5 separate regions of the Sus scrofa genome follow, and all the other regions are linked to region 2. A link is a contact called in public Hi-C data. All regions are on one chromosome and are shown on one strand. Each heading gives the region's core, a stretch centred on a gene start, on an enhancer-like site or on the middle of the called end of the contact. The rest is flanking DNA. Distances are from core to core; before and after follow the strand shown.

The links. Hi-C and Micro-C count contacts between places; a contact is called where the count stands out from the background.
Region 1: a contact with region 2 is called in a Hi-C map of liver, with 4 times the contacts expected there. The contact joins the promoter of BICRAL here to the promoter of XPO5 in region 2. A contact is called at or near these places in 1 of 5 promoter capture datasets (liver) and 1 of 47 Hi-C or Micro-C datasets (liver).
Region 3: a contact with region 2 is called in a Hi-C map of liver, with 4 times the contacts expected there. The contact joins the promoter of HSP90AB1 here to the promoter of XPO5 in region 2. A contact is called at or near these places in 1 of 5 promoter capture datasets (fetal liver), 2 of 47 Hi-C or Micro-C datasets (liver and skeletal muscle) and 1 of 2 datasets of contacts at active chromatin or transcription factors (skeletal muscle).
Region 4: a Hi-C map of liver shows a contact between it and region 2, with 6 times the contacts expected there. The contact joins the promoter of MRPL14 here to the promoter of XPO5 in region 2. A contact is called at or near these places in 3 of 5 promoter capture datasets (fetal skeletal muscle, liver and skeletal muscle), 3 of 47 Hi-C or Micro-C datasets (heart right ventricle, liver and skeletal muscle) and 1 of 2 datasets of contacts at active chromatin or transcription factors (alveolar macrophages).
Region 5: a Hi-C map of liver shows a contact between it and region 2, with 11 times the contacts expected there. The contact joins the promoter of CNPY3 here to the promoter of XPO5 in region 2. A contact is called at or near these places in 2 of 47 Hi-C or Micro-C datasets (liver and skeletal muscle).

What each region holds. Positions count from the first base shown.
Region 1 is chr7:37,850,085-37,853,930 of Sscrofa11.1, reverse strand. It overlaps BICRAL (GLTSCR1-like protein), which reads right to left and starts at 1,778. Exons shown (of 13, transcript XM_021098729.1): 1 at 409-1,778.
Region 2 is chr7:38,568,174-38,571,623 of Sscrofa11.1, reverse strand. XPO5 (exportin-5) reads left to right here and starts at 2,066. Exons shown (of 32, transcript XM_005666037.3): 1 at 2,066-2,355. The coding sequence starts at 2,251. It overlaps POLH (DNA polymerase eta), which reads right to left and starts at 2,413. Exons shown (of 11, transcript XM_003356630.4): 1 at 1,662-2,413.
Region 3 is chr7:39,242,160-39,245,675 of Sscrofa11.1, reverse strand. HSP90AB1 (heat shock protein 90 alpha family class B member 1) reads right to left here and starts at 1,902. Exons shown (of 12, transcript NM_001244433.1): 1 at 1,661-1,902; 2 at 135-281. The coding sequence starts at 281.
Region 4 is chr7:39,136,186-39,139,629 of Sscrofa11.1, reverse strand. It overlaps MRPL14 (39S ribosomal protein L14, mitochondrial), which reads left to right and starts at 1,294. Exons shown (of 3, transcript XM_001929561.5): 1 at 1,294-1,416. It overlaps TMEM63B (CSC1-like protein 2), which reads right to left and starts at 1,946. Exons shown (of 24, transcript XM_005666056.3): 1 at 1,672-1,946.
Region 5 is chr7:38,013,427-38,017,051 of Sscrofa11.1, reverse strand. It overlaps CNPY3 (canopy FGF signaling regulator 3), which reads right to left and starts at 2,258. Exons shown (of 6, transcript NM_001110428.1): 1 at 1,957-2,258. The coding sequence starts at 2,131.

The sequences.
Region 1 (3,846 bases), core at 529-3,028, 720 kb after region 2:
GCCGCCCCCTGCCCGCCCGCGCCCCGCCCGAGACACTGAACTTGGTCTTCCCGGGGCCCGGGCATCGCTGGGAAAGACATAAACACTCGATTCCCCTTTTCTCCGTGTCCATTAAACATCCACCCACCACCACCATCACCCACCCACAAACCCACCCCCCCCAAAAAAAAAACACAGCCTTAGCCAATAGCTCTCTGGGCTGAAACCTAATATCCTGGTTTTGGCAACTCGGTGTTTAATTTGCTCCTCTTTCTTTTCTGTCTGTCTGGAGATAGATCTCCAGCCCCCCCTCCCTCGCTTTTCCCCTCCCCGAAGGAAAGAGGCAGAGGAAGGAGGTTGTGTGTGTTTTTTTTTTTTCTCCTTGAAATTTTTATCACAAAATTATAATACACTCAAAGGGAAACTCACCGTCATGAAAAAGCAGTGCCTTGTCAACGGGGTTTCTGCGCCATCGCACCAGGGGCGGCGGCGGCGGCGGCGGCGGCGGGCGCGGGGCGCGGGGCGCGGGCGCGGGAGCTCCCGGCCGAGCGGCGCCGGCCACACGCGCTCCGCTCTCTCTCTCGCTCACCCCCGCGCCGGGCGGCGGGCGCCCGCTCCCCGCGCCCGCCCGGCCTTCATGCTCTGCGCCCGGGCAAACCGCTCGCCTGCTCGTCTACCTCCAAACTTCGGTTCTCGCCTAGCAAAAAACGTGGAGATTAGGATTTTTTTAATTAAAAAAAAAATTTTTTTTTAAGAAAACCCAAGCTCCAGAGCTGTTAATTCCTGTTTCCTTTGGGATTCTTTTTAACTTCAAGAAATGTAGTGGTTTATTCAAGAAACAGGGTTTTTTGGCTTTTTTTTTTTTTTTTTTAAGATCTACAAGATGCGTGCTATTCTCCGCAGGCGCTCTGCGCGCACACACACACACACACACACAATCCAGTTTTAGCTGGGGGGAGGAGAGGCAGGAGGGGAATTTAAAAACAAAAAACACAGTATTTCTTTATAACTCTAATTAGAACAAGTCCCAGTAAATACTTTTTTGCATATGCTTAAATAAAAAACCCGAAAACATCACTTTTAGTTATTTGGCAAATAACTGATTTCATTCTAACTTTTAATTCTACTAAGATTTCTTTTGCAACACCCTCTTTCCATTCCAGAATGCTGTGAAACCTTATCTGTAAACCTGTATGTCAACATTGAAAGGTAGGAAAAAAAAAACCAAAAAACCAACTGTAGTGGCCAAGATGAAGGTGAGGAGCTAAGTCACTCTCAAAACGTGCAATTCCAACTGCTTTCTTTTTATGTAGATACTTTTATCCCACATTTGTGGAATCTTCATGATGTGATCCCCAGTCTTAAAAAGAGAGCTACCCAAAAATCCAGTGAAATAGAACAAGTTTAAAAAAGAGCAAGCTACCCAAACTTTTAACACTATTTAGTCAAGTATAATTACCACCCGTTTTTAATCTCAAATCTCAAATTGTTGAGATGTCTCCATTTAACCATCCAGCACCCACAGCATATAAATAAATGTGAATTATGACAATGTGGATTTTGGGTGGGTGCCTTTGTGGTCTAGGTTAATTACATTTACTTTTTTCCATAAATGCCCACAAAAATATGGTGGGGGTTTTGTTGTCTTTTAATTTAAGTAACCATCAAGGTAAAAGATCAATTGTACAAAAATGTGATTCGGATTTTTAAAAATACTTATGTAATCCCTAGAAATATCCTAAAATTTTAAATTATTTTGTACTACTGGAGTTCCCCTCATGGCGCAGCAGAAACGAATCCGACTAGGAACCACGAGGTTGCAGGTTCAATCCCTGGCCTCGCTCAGTGAGTGGGTTAAGGATCTGGCGTTGCCATGAGCTGTGGTGTAGGTCGAAGACTCAGCTAGGATCTGGTGTTGCTGTGGCTCTGGCATAAGCTAGCAGCTGTAGCTCCAATTGTACCCCTGGCCTGGGAACCTCCATATGCCATGGGTGTGGCCCTAAAAAGACAAAAAAAGACCAAAAAAAAAAATCCAAAAAAAAAAAATTTAGTTTGTATTACATATAGCAATGAAGTTCTACTGATAAACAGAAAGACTACCCCAGATAGTTGATGGGTTTAAAATAAAATTATCCCTAGATTTAAATTATTTAAGTGAAACTGTTCTCTCTCTCTCTGTTTTTTTTTGTTGTTGTTGTTGTTGTTGTTGTTTTTAGAACCGCAGCTGGGGCATAAGGAGGTTCCCAGGCTAGGGGTCAATCGGAATTATAGCTGCCAGCCTCTGCCACAGCCATAGCAATGCAGGAACCGATCGGTGTCTGTGACCTACACCACAGCTCATGGCAACGCCGGATCCTTAACCCACTGAGCAAGGCCAGGGATCGAACCTGTATTCTCATATTCTCATGGATGCTAGTCAGATTCGTTAACCACTGAGCCAAGACAGGAACTCCTAAGTGAAATTGTTTAGTTTCTAACATAATATCCCCTTAGCATTAAAAAGCATAATGGTATCACCCCTTGTTGCTTTTATAAGAATACTGTAACTGTGCTATTTTATTGCACAAAATAAATATGTCAAGGTTGGCATACAATGTTGTCATATTCAAGATAAAAGATCTTTTAAAAAAACAAACCATATCTTGTTCCAGTTACTGCCACTCTGTCATTAACCACTTGTGCTTTGTATTTAGACGCCTTAATAATACAGTCAGTGATTTAGTATCACATAGTATCATCGAGGTGTTTGCTCAGAACGTGTGTAGTGTCGGTCACATTCAGCCAAGGCCTTCCTGGAACAGTAGTCTTTGCATACATTAGCATATTTCTCTACACTTGACAGTTGGACCAAGCAGTTTTCTAATTGGCTTGGGAAATTTTTAAACATGTTTCAAAGTGCCTTTGGATTGGCTGGAGTTTTAATTATAATACACGTTTCAAAGAATTACATTTCAATAGATTCCATGGATTATTCATCACAATTAGGGCCCACCAAGCAAGTTTTACAGCTGTTGCTCCACAGCTCCAATGAAATATTAATAGATTTCAGAAAGCTTTTCTCCTAAGTAGGCCAAAACCCTTAAGAAAAACAAATCTGACCTTATTTTTTGCTTTTTAGGGCTGTACCCTCCACATATGGGGGTTCCCAGGCTAGGGGTTGAGTTGGAGCTACAGCTGCCAGCCAACACCACAGCAATGCAGGGTCCAAGCTGCATCTTTGACCTACACCACAGCTCACAACGCCTGGATCCTTAACCCACTAAGCGAGGCCAGGGATTGAACCTGCAACCTCATGGTTACTAGTTGGATTCATTTCCACTGCTCCACAACAGGAACTCCACAAACCTGACTTTAAAAGATCACCCAACAAAGCCGAATTTATACACTCCTGAAGAGTATAGGGCATTGTGAATTTTTTCCACAAGTGTCTAAATATAAGAGCACCGACATTTACTGAGGGCCTACTAGGTGCTACCGGGCATTATTCGAGATACTCTAATATTCTATCCTTGCATGAACCTTCATGCTAACCCATAGAATAATGTTTAATTATCCAGATTTTTTTTGCAGATGAAATCTCCCAATGTTTCAGTAATTTGCCTAAGGTCATCAGTCTAGTAAGAGCTGCTGGGGGAGCCCAGGCCTAGTTGACGTCACAATTTACCCTCTTTTCAAGTCTCCCAAAGGATCATGGGAACAAGAAGTTCTTGCTGTTTCAATATAAACCAAGTTCAGTGGTGTAGTACAGGCAGAGGGGACCACCCTTTAACGAGGGAAGACCTACTTTGACAATGCCAGTTTTCAAATCTAATTTAAAATATGTGGGGAGGGGGCTGGTCACAAGATACTGGAATAGCAGTAAGGAGA
Region 2 (3,450 bases), core at 817-3,316:
AGTCGGGTTTGTTTCCGCTGAGCCACAACAGGAACTCCCATTCATGTAAATTTTTAAAAACAAGAAGAAAACAATACTACATACTATTCATAGAGAGACATACATAAAGGTATGGATGCTAGATCGAAAGAACAAAACTTATGGATACAGACTAATATTGCATTTAACATTATTAGAAATCTGGAAGAAAAAATATAAAACAATGCAATGGCTTCCAAACTTTGCTACAGATTGGAATTATCTAGGAACCTTTTACATACTATTGATTTCTGACTTCTACCATCAGATATCTAATTTAATTGTGTGTGTGTGTGACTTGGGCATCTTAAATTTTGTGTGTGTGTCTTTTGTCTTTTTATGGCAGCACCCTGGGCACATGAAGGCTCCCAGGCTAGGGGTCGAATCAGAGCTGTAGCTGCCAGCCTATGCTACAGCCACAGCAACATGGGATCCTAGCCACATCTGTGACCTACACCATAGCTCACAGCAATGCCAGATCCTTAACCCAAAAGCAGGGCCAGGGATCGATCCCACGTCTTCATGGATACTAGTCAGGTTTGTTAACCACTGTGCCACAATGGGAACTCCCTGGGCCTCCTGATTTTTGAAAGTTCTCTCCAATATACAGTCGATTAGGAACCACTGACCTAAAACAAATGAGATACTTATAGAAACACCAGTAATTCATTATTTAAATATGAAAAACACAGGTTATACAGTTGAGTAAGCACTCAACTGTATTCTTGTTTAAAAAGTTTCAAAAATTAACATTCACCTTGAAAACAGTGTTATGCAACAACAAAGCTAGAAAAATGACGAATTAAAAAAATCAGAGTTGTCAAGGCATTATTAATTCCTCACAAATTCCACCCACCTAAGACAGGCAGAATGTGATACTTTAAACACTTATAAGTGTTTATATAACACTTGTTATATAAGTGTTTATATAAGCTAAAACCATGCCAGCAATCACTTTATCTGGAAGCGCTTTTTTTGTAGTACTGGAACAGATAACGCCAGACTAAAAATAGTACTTCATTGTTTCACACACTCACCGCCCCCCCCCAGATAGTACCATATTAGATACAAATACTAGCAGTGGAGTACGAATTAGGAGCAGTGACTTAAGCCCAGCAAACATTTCCTAAACGCAGAAACACCAAAACGGATATTCAGATTTTAACTGTTTTAATTTTCAGTTTACGTATTTTGCTTGAAAAAGTAAGAGTTGTGTAAAGATAAAAAGTGAAACGCACTTTCTGCCAAAACCCTCCTTTGGGAATAAGGATTACACTACTTTGAAATCTTGGCACTTCGAATTATCAAAAGTGTACAAACCTTCAGTATTTGCAAGTATTCATCTTTAAAAATCTCAATTTATCCCAATTTGCACAAAACAAGTTTGATGCCGATCAGACGATACATCCGAGGAAAATAAGAACAGGTGAAGAGGAAGGTTCAAGAGCTACCTTTTTTTTCCCCCCATAAAAATCCTCTTAAGAGGCAATAAATACCAAGGCCTTTTCTCAATGAGCAAGTATTTCTATTTCATGAAATTTCGGCCGCATGCTGTCACCAGTCACTGCTACATTATACAACCAATAGCCAAGACAACACGAAAAGGCTAAAAACAGAAATCGAACGGTTCTAAATTCTCTTACCAATGTGACACCTGGCAAAACCGCCACCCGCGGATGCGGCCGATGCTGGGCTCGATGTCCACTGGAAGGAAGATGAAGGGGTCTTGAATATCGGTCCTCTTTCCGGCAGCGGATCAGTCGTTTTCGAGAGAGTTATTGCCGGTAAAGACCAAGGAAAGGACCAAGGGCTGCAGACGATCCTCGCCTGGGGCAACAGTCCGCACTGCCGGGCGTGTTCAGCCTGAGCCAGCGCGATCTGCCCACAGCCCCTCCCGTCAGCGATCAGACAGCGCGCGCGCCGCCGAGGGCCGTTGACGCGCCTGCGCACCGCGGTCCTTACGTCTTCCGCTCCGCCCACCGAGTTGCAACCGTCACAAGGGAGCCGCCACTTCCGCGGGCGCATGCGCAGTGGTGGGTTGGGCGCGTGCGCAGCGCCGGCTTCTTCCCGGCTGGATCTTCTGCTGCTCACGCTCCTCCTCCAGCTCCCCACCGCCCCCCCACCCCAGCCCGCCGCGGCCCGGTACCAGCTTGTGAGCCCGCCCAGGGAGCGGTCCTTGCCTCGTGCTCCCGGGACGGCCGTGGTGCGTGCTCGCGGCGCGTGGCACTAACCATGGCGATGGATCAAGTGAACGCGCTGTGCGAGGAGCTGGTGAAAGCGGTGACGGTCATGATGGACCCCAGCTCGACTCAGCGCTACAGGCTAGAAGCCCTGAAGGTAGTTGGGGTCTGGCGCCCTGGGCCTGCCCCGAGACCCTCCCCCAGCTCCAGCCGTCCTGGCGCAGCCAATAACTCCGGCCGCCTCCCGCCCACGCGGCCCTTGGACCTCCGTCCCCCCCACCCCGGGGGGCCTTCCCCTCGCCGCTCTCCGCGCCTCTTCCCACTCCCCGCCTTCTCTACTTGCCGCGCCTGCCCTTCTCTCGGGACACTCTCTGATCCATAGCTGCCTGTGACCGCCTCTTCTCGCCACCACTTCCCACTGCTTTCTCCTCCCCCTCTCCCCACTTCTTTTCACTCTTGGCCGCGCCACGACCCCCTCCGCAGCCGACTGCACTCACTTTATTTTCCCAAACCCACATCCCCAAAATCCCCTCGTCTTCTCGTAGCGCACGTGTCCAACCGGTCGCCAACCCCAGCTACATTCTTTATGGTCTCCCCTGAACTAAACATTTCTCTGCTGACTCAGTCTCCCGACCCACTCTAACCGAACTCAAGCCCTTCTTGTGACTCTTTACTTACATCCTTAGACTTCTCCCTAACCCTCTTCTGTGTCTTGGGTATTTCTGGGCTAGTTCTCACACCACCACCCCCCACCAGGTCTCTTATTGTGTGATACTCTTGGGCTATTTTGGGCAAAGATGAACTTCCACCACTTACTTTGCATTTTAGCAAGGGCCCTTTGGTTTCCTAAAAGTAGTTTGCTTGACTGCCGCGTGCTCTGCTATGGGGACTGACTCTTGTATAATTTGGTAATGCTAATACAATTCGAGCTTATTCTCCCATCAAACAATGTATGTGGGTTTTCTCCACTAGGAGAAAATAATTGTGCTCTGTGTATTTTAAGAGATGTAACTTCATAGAGTCAGCCTTATTAGAAGGAAACTACGATATATAGATGTATGCCACAGGATTTGGAATCAGAAACATTTGGGTTCTATTGTAACTTCATAGAGTCAGCCTCATTAGAGGGAAACTACGATATATAGATGTGTGCCACAGGATTTGGAATCAGAAACATTTGGGTTCTATTAGGTTTGTTTTTCTACACAAAAGTAGCATAGGACAATAATCATTTATATACCTCACCTAAACT
Region 3 (3,516 bases), core at 653-3,152, 670 kb before region 2:
AGGCAAAACCTTTTTAGAATTGAAGTTTATATTCCCTTCAAAAATAAAACCCACAAAATGCCCAATCACCCCTCTCCTTCTTTGAAGTACTCGAGAAACAAACAAATGCCAATGAAGACGCTCAGGGAACTCACATCAGAAGCATTACTGATCAACTCCCGAAGAAAAATCTCCTTGTTGGAATAAAAGGTATTGATGATGAGAGACATGAGCTGGGCGATTTCTGCCTGGAAGGCAAAAGTCTCCACTTCCTCCTCGCCATGGTGCACTTCCTCAGGCATCTAAAATAAGAGAGATGAAGAACTTTGGACTCAAGTTCACCCCAATTACAATAAAGACACTAAGAGGTTCAGTTCAAGTTGTTCTGAACCGAGTACTGAGATGCAAGACCTTTCCTTTAAAGACTTCAGGCTGCGCCCTCAGTCTGAGAATAAGAGGGGCGGGGGGGGGGGGGGCTGCTAATACAGCCCCCAAAATGCCTTAAGGTCTCTTAAGCATTTTGTTAGGATGTTAGGCGATCCATCCACGGATCAGCAGCCTCTCATCACCTGGTAATCTCTTAGGCATGCAGAGTACCTCGCCCAACCCCGGTTTCTTAAATGTGAATAAGCAGAAGACCTACATACATATTCAAATGTACAAATTAGTAACTACGGTTCTACCATTTCTGGTGGAGGGGAGGGAGCCCCCCCCCCAAACAGACCAGTTTTACCTTAAAGGGGCTATCATTTGAAACTGCTCTCCCTTCACCTCCAGGAAGATGTGAAATTGCTACCTCACGTGGTAAGGGAGGCTAACGCGAGAGAATCGTGGGATACCCACTTGGGATGCCATTAAGACAAAGAACCGATAAAGCAAAAGGCTCCACTCTGTCCCTGTAGCACACGTGACTGAGGTACAGGACCAAACCAAATACAACTAAGATGGTGGCGTAGTCCGCGGGGCCGACGCTCGTCGATGCCGGACATGCGTCGGCCAGGACCACGCGAGGAGGGGGCGCCACCGCGCAGCCTCCCTTCGCCTCAGCATCCGGGCACCAGGGCGGGGCGCCGAGTTCCAGAACCTTCCAGAACAATTCCAGCCAACGGGGAGAAAAGAGGACGACGAAGAAATGCTCCCATAAATTCTCAAGCCTGCCTCCTCCGCTACCCCTCCACCCTGACTGCAGGAATGAGCTCGAAGCAGGAAGCACGATGGGCCACTGGAGCTCCAAAGCATCCTTTGCCGCAAACCCTCACACTAAGGACTAGAAAAACTCCCTTCTATAAAAGAGATGGCAAAACCTACCCAGAACCATGCTGTGCTGAGTCACACCGGGCCCGCACACCCACCAACCTTGCCCACCCTCTGGCGCCCCGTAGTCGCGTCCGGAAGTAGAGGGGCAAACATGGCAGCGTCCCGGGCCGGCGCGGCTACCACGTGTAGCCGCCCAGTCCCCCAGCCCCACTCGCCCAGGCCTAACAGCCGCCTAGAAGGCCCGACACCAAGCATGGAAGGAAAAGCTAAACTCGAGAGCTCCCTTCCACCCACCCTCTAAAAAAATTGGGAGCGTTGTCCAGCAAACCGCCCCAGCACGACAAAAACTTGGGTCTCAGAAAGGACAGAATGGACGAAAGCAACCTGAAATTTAACCAGAAATGCCTTAAGAGTGCAACCTTACCTTAAAGGATAAGGATCACAAACACCACAAAGCTGAGCGGGGAAGGACTGCCTCCGGCTCTCACGCCAGAACAAGGCTGCGCGGGGGGTGACTCAAGAGAACGGCTGTGAGACCCCAGTCGCTTTATATAAGGCGAAGCACACCTTCGCTGCCCGCCCCCAGATCCCTCCGCCTTAAAGGAGGCTGTCTGTCAGCCCCGCACCTGCCGCTGCCCGCCCACCTTTACGTCATGGTCCAAAATAGGGGAGGGGGCGGTGAAGAGCAAGGGCGCGCATGTGTAGACTTTTTCTTAGTCCCATCTCCGCGTCCTGAAGACAGGACACCACCAGAGCTAGATGTTGGGTATACTCATAGGACAAATGCCGTGGCTCTAGGGAACAGAATCCCCGCTGACCTCAGTAAAAACCTGTAGAGCAGGTGCCTCCACACCAAAGAATCCCAGAGGAACACCTGAAAGGGGACCAACTACTCCCACCTATGCTCCCTCCCTGCTACAATCTTCCTTACACATTCCTACTGCCCAATAAGGGGAAAGGGTCCTTTCCGGGGACACTGGGGAATTTGAAGCCGAACTTTGGGCAGCCCGCGAACCCTGGCACTCCCAGGGGACAATGGGCAGTGCCAGCGTCTCGCTGCGGGGCGTGGCTTCCGCTGCTAGAAGGTCGCCGGCTCGGGTGTGGAGGGCACTCTTTGTCTGCAAGCGGCGGAAGGAGCGACAGTGGCGGTGCTGCGATCTTCCAGCAGTTTCCAGATCCGCCTCTACGGTCCTGTCCCGCCCCGCCCCGCCCTCTTCCCTTGGGGCTCCACCCCTTTTTCTGCGGACTGGGCTGTGCCTCTGCGGCGGCTCCGCCTCTCCAACGTTATGCTTGAATCTCCGGGAGAGGTGGGCAACTTCGATCCTATGTTGCTGGCGGGCAACTACACCCGGCACCCTCTTCGCCACCCGCCAGACCCAGCTCGCTCAGCATTGCGTCCAGGGTGGGGTGGAACAGGGATGATCCCCCCTTTCTCCCCCGTCAGTCACACAGCACACGGGTTATTGGGGCGGCTCTGCGAGAACCGCCTTCGGAGCCGAGACTGAGGGTGGCGTCGCTACCTGAGAAACCCTCCCCAGCCTCTGCAGCCGCCCACGCGTGTCGCACGCAGGGGCATGCACATACAATCTGGTTTCCTTTTCTTTTTACAAAAATTCTTTCCCCTCCTGCAACTGTCTAGGTCTGGGGAGGGGAGGATCTCCAGGGACCCCCGCTGGGTGGCGGGGGTTCTAGGAGGTGGCATGAAGACACCAGCGCCTTCATGCTGGCCAAAGGGCTGCTCGCTCCTGGCGGGCAGAACCAGGTTGTTCCCCTTCAGCTGCTGCGGCGCCGGAGCCCCCAAGCCAAGCGCCGGCCCAGCTGCCTCGCCTGGCCCTGCCGCTTTTGCTTGCCTTCGGGGCGGGTACGCTGTCCTCGCCTTTCCAAGGCCTCATCTCTGGAGCTCACCCGCCCCACAGCCCCTCCGGGAGAGAATGACCGCTCCCTGCGCCGTGACCTTGTGGATGCCCAGCAACTCCCTCAACTCCCTTCGTGGCCCACTTTGTCCGCCCCTGGAATGCTTGGGAGAGGGATACCTCCGACCCGCAGACCTCCCTCGGCAGCCCTGGTGTGCAGTCTTGTAGCACTTCTTTGTCCAGCTGTTGAACTCCAAAGAACAAAGGACCCTCGCGTTCCTTTTCCTTGCCCCACACTCCTGACTTCATCACCCGTGCCACCCCTACCCCGATTTCATGATTTCATCTCTCCTTACTCTTCCACTGCTCTTCTGGTCTAGAAGAAGCCGGTGGCTGGGAGAACTCAAGGAATGTGGGAAGGGGCCTG
Region 4 (3,444 bases), core at 45-2,544, 570 kb before region 2:
GGAGGGGCTGGGCATAGCCTCACTCATCCCGGGCTGCTGCAGACCCAGGGAGAGGCTCCAGAGTGGTCCTAGGTACAGGAGTCCTGACCCTCCGGCTGGCCGAACGCCCCCCACCCGCCTCCTGGGAAGTGGAGCGCTGAGTGGCCAGACCTCCACCCAGAGGACCTAGGCAGGTGGCAGCACAGAGCCTCAAGGGCAGCCGGCCCCTCTGACCTCTCATCGCCACTTCCCAAGCGTCCTTCTCTTCTGGGGAACAAGGCGCCAAAGCTTTGGAACTGTCCTCTCTAGGTAGTCAAGAAGGCCAGGAGGGACAAAGCACACCCCCTCCCCCCAACAGGGCCTTTGCCCCACTCCGGTTCCGCGTCCGAATCTTTTCCCCACCGCACCCTCCAAGGCAGGCCCGGGCAGCTCATGAATGAACTGCACTGTGCGGGGCGCAAGGAGAGGACACGCTCCCGGGGCCAGTCGCCTCCCCAGTCCTCCAACCAGTCCCTAGTCGGGCTGGGGCAGCGGCCGGCCTCATGCCAGCACTCGCGAACCCTGCCTTTGCCGGAGCCCAAACCCCTACCCCGGGCCGACCTCGGGGGTACTCGGCCCCTGGAGCAGGAGAAAAGATAAAAGACACCGAGGGCATTGGACTTGGCGACAGTGGAATCCAAAACTCGGGGGCGGGGGCGGCAGATTCCCCACAGCGGCGGCGGGCTGATGGGGCGCAGCTGGAACCCCGGAGGGGCGCGGAGGGGACGCGCACCTGGACCGGGCAGGTGGGAGAAGAGAGGAGCTAGGGGGCCAGGGGAGAGGGGTCCCACCCCTCGGATCTCTCAAGGGGTGGGGACACAAGGCGGTGTACCTCTGGACCCCCTGTAGGGGGTGGAGGACTCATATTATTGCTTCAGGATGGTGCGGGGTTGGGGGCAGCGCCCGGCACCACTGGGTCCCGCGGGCCCGGGCACCTCTGGGTCCCGCAGGAGGCTGAAGGGAGGGGACGCGCAGCCGAGTCCGGGGTTTTTCTTTGGATGGTGGTGGGATCCTCAAAGAAAAGAGAGGGGGCCGGGGAAGGGTCGCGTACTCACCCCCAGGCGCAGACTCGGCTCCAGCTCCGAGCCCCGGGTTGGGGCGGGGCGGGGCTGGGGGAGGGGGAGGGGGAGTCGCTGGGCGGCTCGAGCTCCGGGCTCCTGCGGCGGCCGCGGCTGTGTCTGGGGGAGGGGGAGCGGGAGGAGGGAGGGGGAGGAGGAGGGGCGTGGCCACGAAGGTCCCACCCCCCACGCCAGCTCACGCAAGGCGCGCGCGCACTCTCAGATCGCCGCCCGCCCAGCTGGGTCCGATGCGCAGGCGCAGGACTACAGGCCGCGTGGGGGGGAAGGCGGCCCTGGGCCAGTGGGGCCTGCAGCGGGATATTCCAGGGCGGCGAAGGCGGTATGGAGTGGGGGGCGGGTAGGGGACGTCACGCTCCTAACTCTGCTGCTTCCCCTCTCTCTCTGCTCCCCGCAGTAGGGGAGGCGGACTCCCCTGGGTGGGTGAGGAAGGGGAGGATCTTGGGCCCTTTGGGGGCAGAGGGGCAGTGGGAGGGTCCCGACGGGGAGGGAGGCCTCTAACCCAGACCCTCCGCCCTCCCACTCCCCAAGGTCGCCCGGGCTCCCGTGGCCTCTGCGACCCCGCGCCCCCGCTTACCTACTTTCCCGAGGAAGGGGCGGGGTGCTGGCCGGCCACGCGAGGTGGCCTCGGTCGGTCACTCTGGCGCAGCTCCTCGGGTTTGTCTACTTCTCCCTTTCCTTTTCCAACCCGGGCCCTGAGATGACTTTGTGACTCGTTTGCTGGCACTTCTGTACTGTGGAGAATGAGTCCACCGCTTTCACTGTCATGCCGATGAGTGGCTCCCCCGGCCCCAGGGGGTTCCCAGGTTTCTCATTTCACCAGAGGCTGCATCTGCCAGGGATTAAGACTGGGAAGATGAGAGAGATGTGGGTGTGGGTGTGTCTGCGCGTGTGCATACTCCTGTATGTTACCCACAGGACAGATCACAAAGTCACACGGAGTACCAACTTGTTCGTTCAATTTTGGGTTCCTGGAAGGGTCTTATCCCTTCAGGCTTGAAGAGAGACAGTCTGGGACAGAAGAGAAATAGTGCTTTACACGATGGGCAGTAATTGAACTTTGCCACCCTAAGAGATTGAATGGACTGAATTGATAAAGGGTTTCACAAAAGAGCGACTTAGGCTGCTGGGGAAAAGTGGGAAGGTTGGGAGATGCTTCAGTCTGGGCTGCTGGACCGAGGAAGGGCACTGCCTACCTGGTGTGTCTGGTTCTTGTGGTTGGTCAGTGTCTTTGCTGTCTGCTGTTTTTTTTTTAAAAGAGTTCATTAGTAGCTTGTGGGATATAACTGTAAGGTTTTGATGCAGTTCAAACTGAATCCTCATTCAAACTGCATCCCGTTGGTTGATTGGAAGTCCATTTGGTGGATCGTGGCTATCATTTAAGAAATGGAGTTCCTGTCGTGGCGCAGTGGTTAACGAATCCGACTAGGAACCATGAGGTTGCGGGTTCGATCCCTGCCCTTGCTCAGTGGGTTAAGGATCCAGCATTGCCGTGAGCTGTGGTGTAGGTTGCAGACGTGGCTCGGATCCCGCATTGCTGTGACTCTGGCGTAGGCTGGTGGCTACAGCTCTGATTGGACCCCTAGCCTGGGAACCTCTATATGCCGCGGGAGCGGCCCAAGAAATGGCAAAAAGACAAAAAAAAAAAAAAAAGAAAAAAAGTGAAGAGTTCCTGTTGTGGCTCAGTAGAAACGAATCTGACTGGTATCAATGAGGACGCAATATTGATCCCTGGCCTCCCTCGTTAAGGGATTGGGCATTGTGGTGAGCTGTGGTGTAGGTCTCAGATGAGGCTTGGATCCTGTGTTGCTGTGGCTGTGGTGTAGGCTGGCAGCTGAAGCTTGAACTCCACCTCTAGCCTGGTTACCTCCATATACCTCGGGTGCACCCCTCCCCCCAAAAAAGAGACAGAAAAAGAAAAGAAGTGATGTAGAATAGAAAAAAAAAAAAGAATGAAATAGTGTTTCTGGATGCTTGCTTCCTCATATACACACACATGAGTGTGTATTATTAGGAAGTGTTGTACAGTGTGTTTCTGCGTGTCACAGAGAGGTACACAACACATCTGTTTCCTGTGTTCTCCTGTTTGCACTCTTGCCTTCCTCAGCCTGCATTTTCAGTCATTTGAAATTGTTCACGAGAATGCAGTTTATAGTACTAGGAATATACAGAAAAGAACAGAGTGGGGGGTTCCCATCGTGGCACAGCGGAAATGAATCTGACTAGAAACCATGAGGTTTAGGGTTTGATCCCTGGCCTTGCTCAGTGGGTTAAGGATTCAGTGTTGCCATGAGCTGTGGTGTAGGTGGCAGACCTGACTCAGATCTGGCACATTGCTGTGGCTCTGGTG
Region 5 (3,625 bases), core at 1,009-3,508, 550 kb after region 2:
TCCCAACTCTTGCAAATCTTACCTCTTCAAGACCCCCTCTGCAGAACCCACCCAGAACCAGACTTGGAGGAGACTCATGGCACAGACCCCAGATCCTCATGGATCCTCATGGATCCTCATGGATCAACCACCTGCTTTTTTCTGGGCCGGTCCTCCTTTCTCTTTGCCAAGGCCTCTTCCACTCAGGCTCCTGAGCCAGGAGGCAAGCTTTGTGGGCCAGACAGTCAGCATTTAATAACAAAGGTGAAACAGTGATAAATAAAGTAAATATACACTATTAAGATGAGCCTAAGGGTTGGAGTTTGCCAAGCCATCCTGTGACTTGAAAATCCCTTTTAAACGATTCTTTATCAATTACCTACAAAATCAGCTCAGACTACAATGATCTAAAGATCTTTGACGGAGTTTCCCTCGTGACTCAGCAGTTAATGAACCCGACTAGTATCCATGAGGATATGGGTTCAATCCTTGGCCCCTCTCAGTGGGTTAGGGATCTGGCATTGCCATGAGCTGTGGTATAGGTGGCAGATGAGGCTTGGCTCTGGCGTTGCTGTGGCTGTGGCGTAGTTGGGTGGCATCAGCTCTGATTGGACCCCTAGCCTGGCAACTTCCATATGCCGCAGGTGCAGCCCTAAAAATGACAAAAAAAAAAAAAAAAAAGATCTTTGCCAACTCTATGCTTCTATGAGTCTCCTAAGGAAAAGAAATGTGAGCTTCCTCTGCTATGTATGAAAATGAGAAGCAGTAAGAGCTCTGTGCTATCAGTATAAGATAGAAAATAAGAAGGGGAAGTGAAATCCCCAAAGACACTGGTTATAGCTACAGGAAGAGTGAAAGGAAGGCACCATAACCCTCTGACTGTCTATTTAAGGGAGTGAGGGAGAAAGTACAGGCTAGAACCCACACTGGGAAGACTACCAGTGAGCTCAGCTCATCTCTGAAGCATCTCACCTTTCATCTCTCCAATGAAAGCATTATGCCTTTCAAACCACCCCCATTCGAGTGCTTAGGGAACATCTGGCTGGCTGCAGGCTTTGAATTAAGATGCAAAACATTTACAGCCGACGTTCAGGGGTGCGGGGGCTGGAGTTGGTGGAGGGAGATGGAAGGAGTATCTGTAAAGGTCTGAGGAGTAAACTGAGAAATGGAGGGGTGGGGGGAAGGTAGACCCTTCACAGTCCTGGATTGTGTGCTGACGCTCTTTGCTGTCTCTCTCAAGTGCCACACCTTCACCCCTCTGTCTTTGGGAGTCATACTTTTTCCATATTCCTAAAATCTTCCTCCCTAAGTTCCCCCAGGCTTCAGACCCTCCTCCTTCCTGCACCTACACCCACAGTACCCCCACCCCTGTTTATTCATACTTATTCCAAATACATTTATTGGATGCCTACCAGGCACTGTGTGAACAGGTATCTGAGAGAGGTCCCTGCCCCGGCAGGAGCTGACAGCAAGTCGGGGAGACGGCCAATGACACAAAGCTTGCGATGAGGGCACAGAGGGGGCGTCTCAAGCTCTTTCCTCCCCAAGACTAGTCATACGGATCTTTTCAGTTCCTCAAACTTGTCCTTTGCTTGCAAGACCCTGCATCTGTGGTTTCCTGAGTGGGACCCTCTCTTCACTTCTCACCCGGCTAACTCCTAATCATTCGGGGCTTCCTGACGAAGCCTTTCCCCCCATTTCTAGTCTAGATTAGCTGCTCCTCACCCAGCCGCCAAAGTCCTGTGCCTCCTCCATCAGGGCATTTACTAACCCGATTATAACTGCTTGTTTTCACCGATTTCTGAGCTCCAGGTGCACCAAGATCTGATCTCTCGCCCGCCTCTCTGTCCCCAGAGCTCAGCACAGTGCCAGACACACATCAGGTTCTTGCACTGGAGACTCGCTCCAGAGCCCAGGACCTTCTCCGCAAGCCCCGCCCCCCCAGCTGGATACTCCCCGCGGGCCCCGCCCCCTCACCTTCGCATTTGCTTGGCAGTCGAACCCAGTCTGTCTCCTCTGCTCGGGCCTCCCTCGGGCCCAGCTCCGGGGCGGGCAGTAGCAGCAGCAGCAACAGTAGCAGGGGAAGAAGCAGAAGACAGCGGGGCCGAGGCCGGAGCCGAGGCCGGGACGTGGGCTCAGGTAATGGTTCCATGGCCCAGCCGGACCCGACCTGAGCGGACCGGGCTGCACCTCCTCCCGCTGCGCGCGCTGGGCAGCTTCCCGGAGCCGCTTCCGGGACTGCACACGTGCCTCGGCGTAACCAGGAAAACGGCGAGCACCCCCCTCCCCGCCCCCCCAGGCAGCTCCCTCCTCTGGCCGTCTCGGCCGGCCCCCAGAGCCGACCGGGGCCTGCGGTCTACGCAGCCAATGGACTTTTTGGGGTTTGTCTTCTAGCGAATGGGAGGACGATCTTTTTTCGACCTCCGCCAATGAAATAGCGGATAGTGTCCTCAGTGACCTATGGCAACATCTTTTCCCACCCCTTAACAGAGGCTCTGGGAGGGACAGGAGGACTAGGGCTGCGGGAGAGGGAAGAAGGCTCTGGTCCTGGAAGGTGTCTTCACTGCCTTCTCCGCCTCCTTGCGCGTCACTCCCCGCCCCACCACGGTTATAATGCAGCCAGCCCTTACTGAGCACCTGCTTTTTAATTTTGCTGTGGTAGTGGTAGTGGTGATGGTAATTGCCAGTCACTCTAGTAGATGCTGTGGATGAGACCAGGACGATTCAGTCCCCAGTCTTCAAGCAGCTTTCTTAGTGCCCAGTAACTCTAGATTTGTCCCAGGGAGAACTAGAACAAGTCACTCAGAGCCTCAGCTTTTGTCTGTGTTATGACACAGTGATCCTCCTAGCTGCTGTTCGAGCTTTGTTCTCTGGGAAGCTTGAACAGGTTAATAGAATTAAAGCTTATGGAGCAGATTGTAAAAAGTTTATGCATTGATTTTCTTTTTAGTGTATAACCTCTCCTGATTTTCTGCCCTATTATTTATTTCTTTGGATTCTGAGCTCCCAGAAGGACTAATGAACAGTTGTATTTCCCTTCCACCTCCCCTGCACCAGGACGCCTGGTACCGCAATTGCTCAATGAAACCCCCTTCTCCTGTGCCATCAAGAGCAGGACTCTGGGTCTTTGGGGCTGCTTCTGGCTGCCCCTGCTCAGTGTTCTATAACAGCCCAAATCTGCTTCTCTTGCAGGTTGTCTGCAAATTCCATTTTTGTCCATAAGCCCCTGTTCCCCAGCACTTCAAGTTTCCTTCCTGGAGGTTGGATATTTATGCTATTTTATAAAGACTTGAAAGGACTGGTACTCAGCCCATTGACTTGTTGTTTCCTGATTTTAGCTTCTTGCTCAAAACAGTTGTGTGGGTGATAAGGCCCTCTGGATAGGTAGGAGCTGTGATGTGTAGAATTCCACAATAGATCAGGACGCAGAGGATCAGGACACCCTCCTGAGGTCCTCCATCCTCTCTAGGCTTCCTAAGACTTAGGAAGGCTCAGAGTCTGGCCAGGAACCCTCCTGGGAAATAATGTTAAGCCATCCATAGTGGGCATTCCTGCTGAGTCTGGGGCAGGCCAGGATTAGGGGAATGGGGGCAACTTGGGGAGGAGCCCTGAAGGTAAGGGACACCTGCTTCCAGAATAAACAAAC